Linked DNA regions of Zea mays: regions 1 and 2 are each linked to region 3. Evidence: chromatin contacts called from public Hi-C data. All regions are on one chromosome and are shown on one strand. The core of a region is the stretch at or near the end of the contact, and the rest is flanking DNA. Distances in the headings are between cores, read along the strand shown. Region 1 holds the start of LOC100282758 (alpha-L-fucosidase 2). Region 2 holds the start of LOC542067 (DNA methyl transferase 4). Region 3 holds the start of LOC100277217.

Region 1 (2,904 bases), core at 368-2,867, 140 kb before region 3:
GTATATAGGCCCCGTATGGCTCCTTTCCAACTCCGGGTCCGGTTGCTCTGGAGAAGCCCTACCAAACGTTTAAGGGGGCGAACGTTTAAGGGGGTGTTTGGCAAGAGCTGGCACAGCTATGTTACTAGCGAGAATCACTTCTAGAAAGCCAAACGACTAAAAACTGAGTTGCTTAATGGTGTGAGTGAAGTGAATCAGTCTCCATTTTATACTAGAGAGTGGGAGCAAAAAAAACCTGCTTATAACCCCTTAGAAATCACTTCACGCACAATTTGTCAAACGGTTTTCGTTAAATAGATTCATTTCTACTTTAGAATCATTTGGAATTACTCTATTGGAGAATTAGCTCTTGGAGCTAGAGAATCATGGAGTGAAGCTCTGCAGAAGGAGGTCTAAATTGGCGAGCCATTTTTCAGTAGAAAAAGGAGACGGGCTCCTCCAGAGGAGGTCCAGAAGACCCAAGCACGCACACCCATAATATTAAAAAAAGGCAGAGAGATGGTTGCAGCTGCTTATAGTTCATGAATTCTGAAACCGATCATGTTATCGTATATGATTAGAGAACATTTCATTGACCCCCACATGGACGTTTCCAACAGCAATTACAAATTTACAATGCATGTTTTTTATGTAAACGCCACGGTTAACAAATTCCCAATCTCAGTAGGGGGAACATGCTCTCGCTGGAGACAGGGGCCAAAAGAAAATAGCATAACTGGCCACACTATATTCTCCTCACCACCACGGCACTGGCGGCGCCTCCTAAGGGCCTGTTCGTTTTGCTCTCAATCCATGTGGATTGGGTGGGATTGGATGGGTTTCAATCCCAAACAAGTCAAAATCTTTCACAATTTTTTCCAATCCCATCCAATCCACATAGGATAGGAATAACCGAACAAGCCCTTAAACGACTAGTCTATTGCTTGTATAAAAATTAAACGACTAGTGACTCCCATCCCCTGGCATCATAGGGTTGACGAGTACGCGGCACGAAAGGAAGCGAAGAGGAAGATAATTATTAATCTAAGTAGACAGAATTGACACCAGAACTACAGTATATTTCTACGAAATCTTAATGTTACCGTAGAGATAAAATCCATGGAGTAGTAGTAAAGTTTGAATTCGCACAAAGAAATCCTGGAGATTCCATCCCCATTAATCAGGACGAAGGTGAGGACGAGCATCAAGCGCCGATAACGAACACGCAAGTCGAGGAGAAGGATGAACAACAGAGGCGGAGGATACCGAAGAAGTCGAGCAGGTTGCGGCCGTCGGAATAGCGGCCGGAGGGGCGGCCGAAGAAGGTCTGGCCGTAGGGGAGGTTCCGCGCGGGGTCCGGGAAGTCGTCAGGCACGGAGAGCAGGAAGTTGCCAGTATCCGTGAGCGAGTCCCCGAAACCGAACATCCGGTCGAAGCAGACGCTCCCTCCTCCAGCTTCCGCTTCCGCTTCCACCGCTGCCAACACCACCATCATCCCGGCGAAGAACAGAGTCGCCCAAGATGGAAATGCCATGGCAAAACGACGGCCCGCGCCGATCCGGAGCAGAGGGCAAGTTCCAGAAGAGGGAGACGGGGACGGAGACGGCGGGGTGGGCGTTGGCATGGGGTGGGGGAGAGAGGACGCCGGAACGGACGAGGAAGGAAGACGAAGGCGGAGGGGCAGCGGTTTTTAAAATGAGTGGACGGCGGAGCCATCCACACGCTTTTTCAAATTCGCTCGGAAAACGTTTTCTTTTTCATTTTTACGGAGTTTCTATTTAATTAGGGAATATACTGGTGTAAATCAATCCCTCCGTGTAACTTCTAATCTAAACCACATTATATTAATCCAAAGGATCTAGGGGCGTACATAATTTTACACTTAACTGCCCGTTACTAATCACATTTTTTCAAATCCCCACTCTCATTTCGCGTATGTCCCTTTGGATCACCATCATGTGAATCAGATTAGAAATTTAAACGGTTACACGGAGGAGTTGATTTGCACCATATACGTTCCCGACTCGTTTTTTTTTGTTTGAATTTGGTTTATTCGGCTCAGCTGTCATCTTATTTTCTTTTTCGTCTCGGCTCGGTCTGGTTCTCCGCCCTCGCGCTGGCACTTTCTGCCGCGGCATTTTTGTGTCTGTTCTTTCCGTTTTCTGTTGCCACGCGACGTCATGCACGACTTCCGTGAGAGTAGTCCAAATTAACGTGAATTCAGAATTTGTGGTTGTGACGGGATGATTTTGCCGGTTGCTAAATACTAAACCGTGGAGATTTTTCTATATACAGATTTTTATAACGCCCTGCTTAACATTCTAATAATAGTAATTTAAGCAAATATCAATTAAGCCCCGTTTGTTTCCTTTTATTTTGAGGAATTGAAATCTTGTTAATGGAATAGACTATTTTTTTAGAATGTAACATTCCACCACTTTCCAAAGTTATCATATAAGACTATCTCAAATTCATGGAGTGAGATATGGAAATTGATTCTATAGATTTACATGCTACTTTTCCGATGTACAACTTATAGCACACTCTCCTAATTGCTTCGTTATAACATAAATGTAGTATATAACTATTTTTCTCATATGATTTAGGATAATATACAAATATATTACATATATAAATATATGAACTTAATTAGTTTTGTCTAAATTATAATTATTAAAATGGAATTTTATTCCAACGAAACAAACGGGCCCTTAAGGTATTATGATTATATACGAAATATATTTGTATATTATTATTAGCAATATGTAGAAAATATTTATTTGTTATATTTTTTACTATAGAGGAGTGAAACGAACAACATCTTATAAGTTACCGAGTAGAAACATATTTCGTTGATATATAAAATCATTTTTCTATACTTCACCCCAAGAATTTAAGATTGACTTAAAAATGATGGAATGTCAA
Region 2 (2,998 bases), core at 463-2,962, 190 kb after region 3:
GACGAACTCCGCTTCGCCCGACCCCAGGGCTCGGACTCGGGCTCAGCCCCGGAAGACGACGAACTCCGCTTCACCCGACCCCAGGGCTCGGACTCAGGCTCAGCCCCGGAAGACGACGAACTCCGCTTCGCCCGACCCCAGGGCTCGGACTCGGGCTCAGCCCCAGAAGACGACGAACTCCGCTTCGCCCGACCCCAGGGCTCAGACTCGGGCTCAGTCCTGGAAGACGACGAACTCCGCCTCGCCCGACCCCAGGGCTCGGACTCGGGCTCAGCCCCGAAAGATGACGAACTCCGCTTCGCCCGACCCCAGAGCTCTGACTCGGGCTCAGCCCCGGAAGACGACGAACTCCGCTTCGCCCGACCCCAGGGCTCGGACTCGGGCTCGGCCCCGGAAGACGACGAACTCCACTTCGCCCGACCCCAGGGCTCGGACTCAGCCCTAGCCTCAGCCGACGGTCTCCGCCTCGCCCGACCCAGGGGCTCGGACTCGGGCTCAGCCCCGGAAGACGACGCACTCCGCTTCGCCCGATCCCAGGGCTCGGACTCAGCCCTGGCCTCAGCCGACGGTCTCCGCCTCGCCCGACCTAGGGGCTCGGACTCGACCTCGGCCTTGGAAGACAGACTCAACCTCGACCTCGGAGGAGCCTCCACCTCGCCCAACCCAGGGCTCGGACCGACCACATCACAGGAGGCGCCATCATTACCCTACCCCAAGCTGACTCAGGCTACGGGGAACAAGACCGACGTCCCATCTGGCTCGCTCCGCTAAACAAGTAATGATGGCGCCCCACACGCTCTATGACGACGGCGGCTCTCAGCCCCCTTACGGAAGCAAGAGGACGTCAGCAAGGACTCGACAACCCCAACAGTTGTCCTTCCGCCAGGCTCCAGCGCTCCTCCGACGGCCACGACACCACACGAATCGGGTGCCAAAACCTCTCCGGCTGCCACGATGGCATGTACTTAGGGCACTAGCTCTCCTCCGCTAGACATGTTAGCACACTGCTACACCCCCCATTGTACACCTGGACCCTCTCCTTACGCCTATAAAAGGAAGGTCCAGGGCCCTCTTACAGAGGGTTGGCCGCGCGGAGAAGGACGGGACGACGCTCGCGTAAGGCCGCTCGCTCCCTCCCGCGTCGACGCTTGTAACCCCCTACTGCAAGCGTACCCGACCTGGGCGCGGGACAAACACGAAGGCCGCGGGTTTTCCCTTTGCACGCCTGTCTCCCTCCGACTTCTTCCCCCTTCGCGCTCCATCTCGCGCCGACCCATCTGGGCTGGGGCACGCGGCGACAATTTACTCGTCGGTCCAGGGACCCCGGGTTCGAAACGCCGACACTATTCCTGGTATAATTTTTGTGTCTCATTAAAATAAGTGGATTAAATTATGTAATCTATGGAGATAAATAATATTTAGAGAATCACAAACTTCTAAGTGTGCTAGTTCATCCTAAAACATAAATTTACCTTTTTGTATTTATACTGTTTTATCAAACTTGTGTTGACTTGACTGTATAAATAAAACATGTCGAGCAAATGTTTATGCCCCGCAGGAAAATTTTATTCGTTGCCGTCTCCACGGGAGGCGGACCGGACAGTGAGTCCGCGACCGTAATTTGACTCTCAGAACTCTCCGACTCACAGAGTCACAGTCACAGGCTCAGCCAACATAAGGGAACCGGGGTTCCAAACAGTTGCTGCAGCCTAGCACGGGCCGCGCGACTGCCGGAGGCGATGGAGGCGCCGGCACCTTGGAGAGTGCTCGAGTTCTACAGCGGCATCGGAGGCCTGGTACTGTGGGATACCCTGTTTTCTCCTCCGATTCGTCCCGTCATCCATCTAATCTAACGGCGGCTAGGGTTCGGCGCCTTCCCCTTTTGCTTGCAGAGGTACTCGCTGATGGCGTCGGGCGTGCGGGCGGAGGTGGTGGAAGCCTTCGACATCAACGACGTCGCCAATGACGTCTATGAGCACAACTTCGGCCACCGCCCCTGCCAGGTGCGCTCCACTTTGACCCCGAAATCTGCTCTTTAGCAGTCCTCAAACCGAGATAGAAACGTGTTACTTACTGTATGAGAGACCGGTTACCACCTCCGCCTTGCTTCCCTTTTCACAAGCGGTTTAGAACAAAATCACCTCATGGGGAGAAATTTGGAATTTTGCCAACTTCGCTGGATTGCCACCAAATTGGTGGGTTTCGTCTAAATGTCATTATCAACCAAGACACATACGCTGAAATGCCTTTTGGCTATTTAACAAAAAGAAAAACCAATTTAATCGGGTTAGAGAGGGCGACTCATTTGCCCTTCTCTTCTCCGTTTCGCTGCTCCGCTCCACTACGACCACTTTGACACTTCGTGCGGTCGCACTCCAGCGCGATGGGCACCAGACCTGAGGCCATCTTCCGTACCAGCGTCGTCGTGGGCGCCGCTAGCTTCGCTGCAGCAGTGGGCGCCGCCGTGGGTGAGCTGCTGGATGCGCTATGCAGAGATGAGTGAAGCATGCTCATGGCACTTGTCCACGTTGGCGTCTCCATAATGGTGCAGCTGCTCATGGCGTCGGCGTCCGTGCTATGGGAGAAGGCCACCATGCTCACGGGTCACGGCATCAGCAGACATCAGATCGTTGCACTCGAGAACTCGTCGCTGGCGGACCTTGGTGGCCGTTCGTGACGTCGCTGCAGTGGACATTGATTCCTCTTGCTGCTCGCCGTGGCAGCAGCGTCACTTGCCAGCGCCGACGACCCCTACCGCTACTTCACGTGGAATATCTCCTACGTGCCCATCAACGCTAGGAACGCGAGAAGAGAAAGAACAAGCGAAAGAGCAAGATGGATTCTGTACCGGGGTAAATGAGTCAGCTTGCACCCTCCAACTCAATTAAATTGTTTTTTATTTTTAATAAATATCCAAAAGGCATTTCAGCGTATGCGTCTTGATTGATAATGGCACTTGAACGAAACCCACAAATTTAATGGCAATCCAGCGAAGCCT
Region 3 (2,898 bases), core at 201-2,700:
AATACATTACAAAGTGGAGTGGGGTGTTACGTCCTGGCAGACCGAACCACTCTAAATCCTCGTGTGCTCTCGTGTGTTCATCCACCAACCTCGTAACAAGCAAGACGCTTAGGACCCTCCTCATTTTAGGAATTAGAGCGGGTGCAATCTGCCACCCGGCTGGAGAGATTTACCCTCCGACAACATTGATTTAGGCAATTTTTAGGAAACGTTTGGATACCAGAAGCCGGTCCTTATGGTAAGAATTTAATCAGAAGTTGAAGCAAACATGTCTATATAGATCATATTTAGCCATTGCAACTGTTATAGCATCGCTAGCCCTCGGAAAATAATTCAATCAAATTAACTTCAGCATATTTGGTACTGTATTTTGACTAAGGATTCTCTCGGTTGTACTGTTGGTTTGATATAGAACAAAATAATGGCTTAAATAAATAGCATGTATAATCATGAGCAGTAAAACACCGTAAAAATGGAGGAGGTAATAGTAAATGAGGCAGCAGTATTGCCGCCATGCCGCTGTGGTATTGAGCTACGGCGCGTTCGAATTTTGAAATCTCATCCAACTCCGAGAGTACGAGTACCAGCGGTAGTGTGGTGTGCGGCAGATGGCGTTTCCTGGTGCCGTGGTGCGCAGAGGACGAGGGAGAAGACAGAAGAGATGCCATATAGAGCCGTGCACACAGACCCGGCACCCGTTTCCATGCACCTCCAGTCCCAGAAAGCACCAAGCCACAGTACTCCGTACAGTAGTGCCACTGGTTTCCCGGGCCCACAAGAAATTATTCCCCGCCCACTCAATTCTCCCACGCGCAATCACCCACGACGCGCGTACACGGTACACATCGCGGCGCAGCCCACCCACTGTGTCTATCCGGCCATCCGGGCCCGCATGCATAAGGACATCACGGGCCCACGTAATAAGAACGTCAGGGACCCACCTGCCATTGACAACTTGATACTTTCTGGTCCTGCGATTGGGACGCGTAGCCAGCGCACGCCCTCCAGCTTTACCTTTCCCACCGCAGTAGCAGACGGCGGAGGCAGGTCCTACTCACACCCACGCCGCTGAAGTGGCACATCCTGTCCAGGTCCTCCCTCGTCGGTCGGTCACCTCCCTCCTCACCCATCGCTTCGTGATGCATCCATTCGTAAACCGACGCCCACTCGCGGGGCCTACCCGTCATCCTCACAGACACTGCGGACGCGGGCCCGGCCTCACCACACAACCCGGGACGGGATGAGGACGCCGACAGACGGGGCCCAGATCGCCGGCCCACAGTGAAGTTGGTTCACGCGAGGCGGCACCGTCGCCGACAAGGACCACGGGGAGCCGAGCCGGAGCCGCCTAGACGAGGGACTAGCGAATGGAGAACTCTAGCCAACCACGTCACCGTCCACGTCACGCCCACCTATAAACTGGAGCGAGCCCGAGCCACCACCCAACCTGACCCTTCGTCCCGCATCGTTTCCTCCTCCTTTTTCCCCGTTCGTCCCCTGGATTGGCGTCTACCCGGCGCGACCCGGACCGAATCCTAAGTCCGCCTGCCGCCGCCGCCGCCGGCTCCCGTTGGAAACGGTAAAACCTCCCTCCTCCTGGTCCGTGTCGCCGGCGTCGGGTCCAAGCGGCCGCGCGGTTTCGCCGCCGGCGCCGATCTGAGCGCCGCCGGCGTTGACCCCACCCGATTCGCTCCGGGCTGCTGCTGGGGCCCTTCTTCTCAGATGTGGAGTTCCTCCACCTACAGATTATACCGCAACTGTTTGAGGAGTCCTGATCCGGACTAGCTAAGGGCTCCTGCTGTGCACGACCTGATACTACGGATTTTGCGCCTTCTAGAGGCATGATTCCTAAATCGGAGTCTTACTGTTTAAACCAGAGTTTGCTTTCGTTTTGAACTGTGGGTGAATTTCCATTCCCGCAGAACGTGAAGTCGGTTTAGGCCAGGCCTGTTTGATCCGTGTTCATATATGTATATATGTTATATGTATGGAGGATACAGAACGCTGTTGCTTGCGATCTGATTAAGACTTTTTTTTTGTTTTGCTTGCTATTCTGATTTCCTTTTCAGAGTTTGGAGTAAAGAAACCAACCTTGCATCTGTGTTCTGTCTGTCTATGCTGCTTTGCTTTGGATTCACAAAAAAATAAGCCTTGCATCTCACTGACTTGAGATAACTATGCCTAAGGACAGGAGCTCCCGCGTTTCCTCTCACGAGAGCCGCCGGGCTCGTGCCTCCCCATACTTGTCAGCGTCTCATGGACAGAGCAGTTCTTCACGCCGGTCACAAGAGTCTCCTGCGGCCGCGGCAGCGAAGCAAGCTGCAGAGTGGGAGGATGTTCGGTGCTCGGTCTGCATGGACCACCCGCACAACGCTGTCCTGCTGGTCTGCTCGTCGCACGAGAAGGGCTGCCGCCCCTTCATGTGCGACACCAGCTCGCGGCACTCCAATTGCTATGACCAGTACCGGAAGGCCTCCAAGGACTCCTCCAAGGATTCAGGGACAGAGTGCAGCGAGTGCCAGCAGCAGGTCCAGCTCTCGTGCCCGCTGTGCCGTGGGCCAGTCAGCGACTGCATCAAGGACTACGACGCACGGAGGTACATGAACACCAAGGTCCGGTCCTGCACCATGGAGTCGTGCGAGTTCAGGGGTGCCTACCAGGAGCTGAGGAAGCATGCTAGGGTGGAGCACCCAGCGGCGAGGCCGATGGAGGTAGACCCTGAACGGCAGCGGGATTGGCGCCGGATGGAGCAGCAGCGGGACCTTGGAGACTTGATGAGCATGCTGCGTTCAGGGTTCAACGCCAACGTTGAGGACAACAGCGGCGAACTTGGAGCCACCGAAGAAGGGGAAGAGGAAGCCGCAAGGACTCCGGCCTCCATAACAATGGTCTTCATCA

Evidence for each region. A called contact is a pair of places that touch in the nucleus more often than the background predicts.
Region 1: a Hi-C map of leaf shows a contact between it and region 3, with 5 times the contacts expected there. The contact joins the promoter of LOC100282758 here to the promoter of LOC100277217 in region 3. A contact is called at or near these places in 12 of 25 Hi-C or Micro-C datasets (bundle sheath, ear, endosperm and 5 more) and 2 of 3 datasets of contacts at active chromatin or transcription factors (leaf and seedling).
Region 2: a contact with region 3 is called in a Hi-C map of tassel, with 2.6 times the contacts expected there. The contact joins the promoter of LOC542067 here to the promoter of LOC100277217 in region 3. A contact is called at or near these places in 4 of 25 Hi-C or Micro-C datasets (bundle sheath, ear, leaf and 1 more).

The regions. Positions count from the first base shown.
Region 1 is chr8:146,723,750-146,726,653 of Zm-B73-REFERENCE-NAM-5.0, reverse strand. It overlaps LOC100282758 (alpha-L-fucosidase 2), which reads right to left and starts at 1,617. Exons shown (of 5, transcript NM_001364362.1): 1 at 1,246-1,617. The coding sequence starts at 1,603.
Region 2 is chr8:146,392,193-146,395,190 of Zm-B73-REFERENCE-NAM-5.0, reverse strand. It overlaps LOC542067 (DNA methyl transferase 4), which reads left to right and starts at 1,712. Exons shown (of 12, transcript NM_001111703.1): 1 at 1,712-1,796; 2 at 1,893-2,003. The coding sequence starts at 1,740.
Region 3 is chr8:146,582,849-146,585,746 of Zm-B73-REFERENCE-NAM-5.0, reverse strand. It overlaps LOC100277217, which reads left to right and starts at 1,450. Exons shown (of 2, transcript NM_001150850.2): 1 at 1,450-1,579; 2 at 2,070-2,898. The coding sequence starts at 2,178.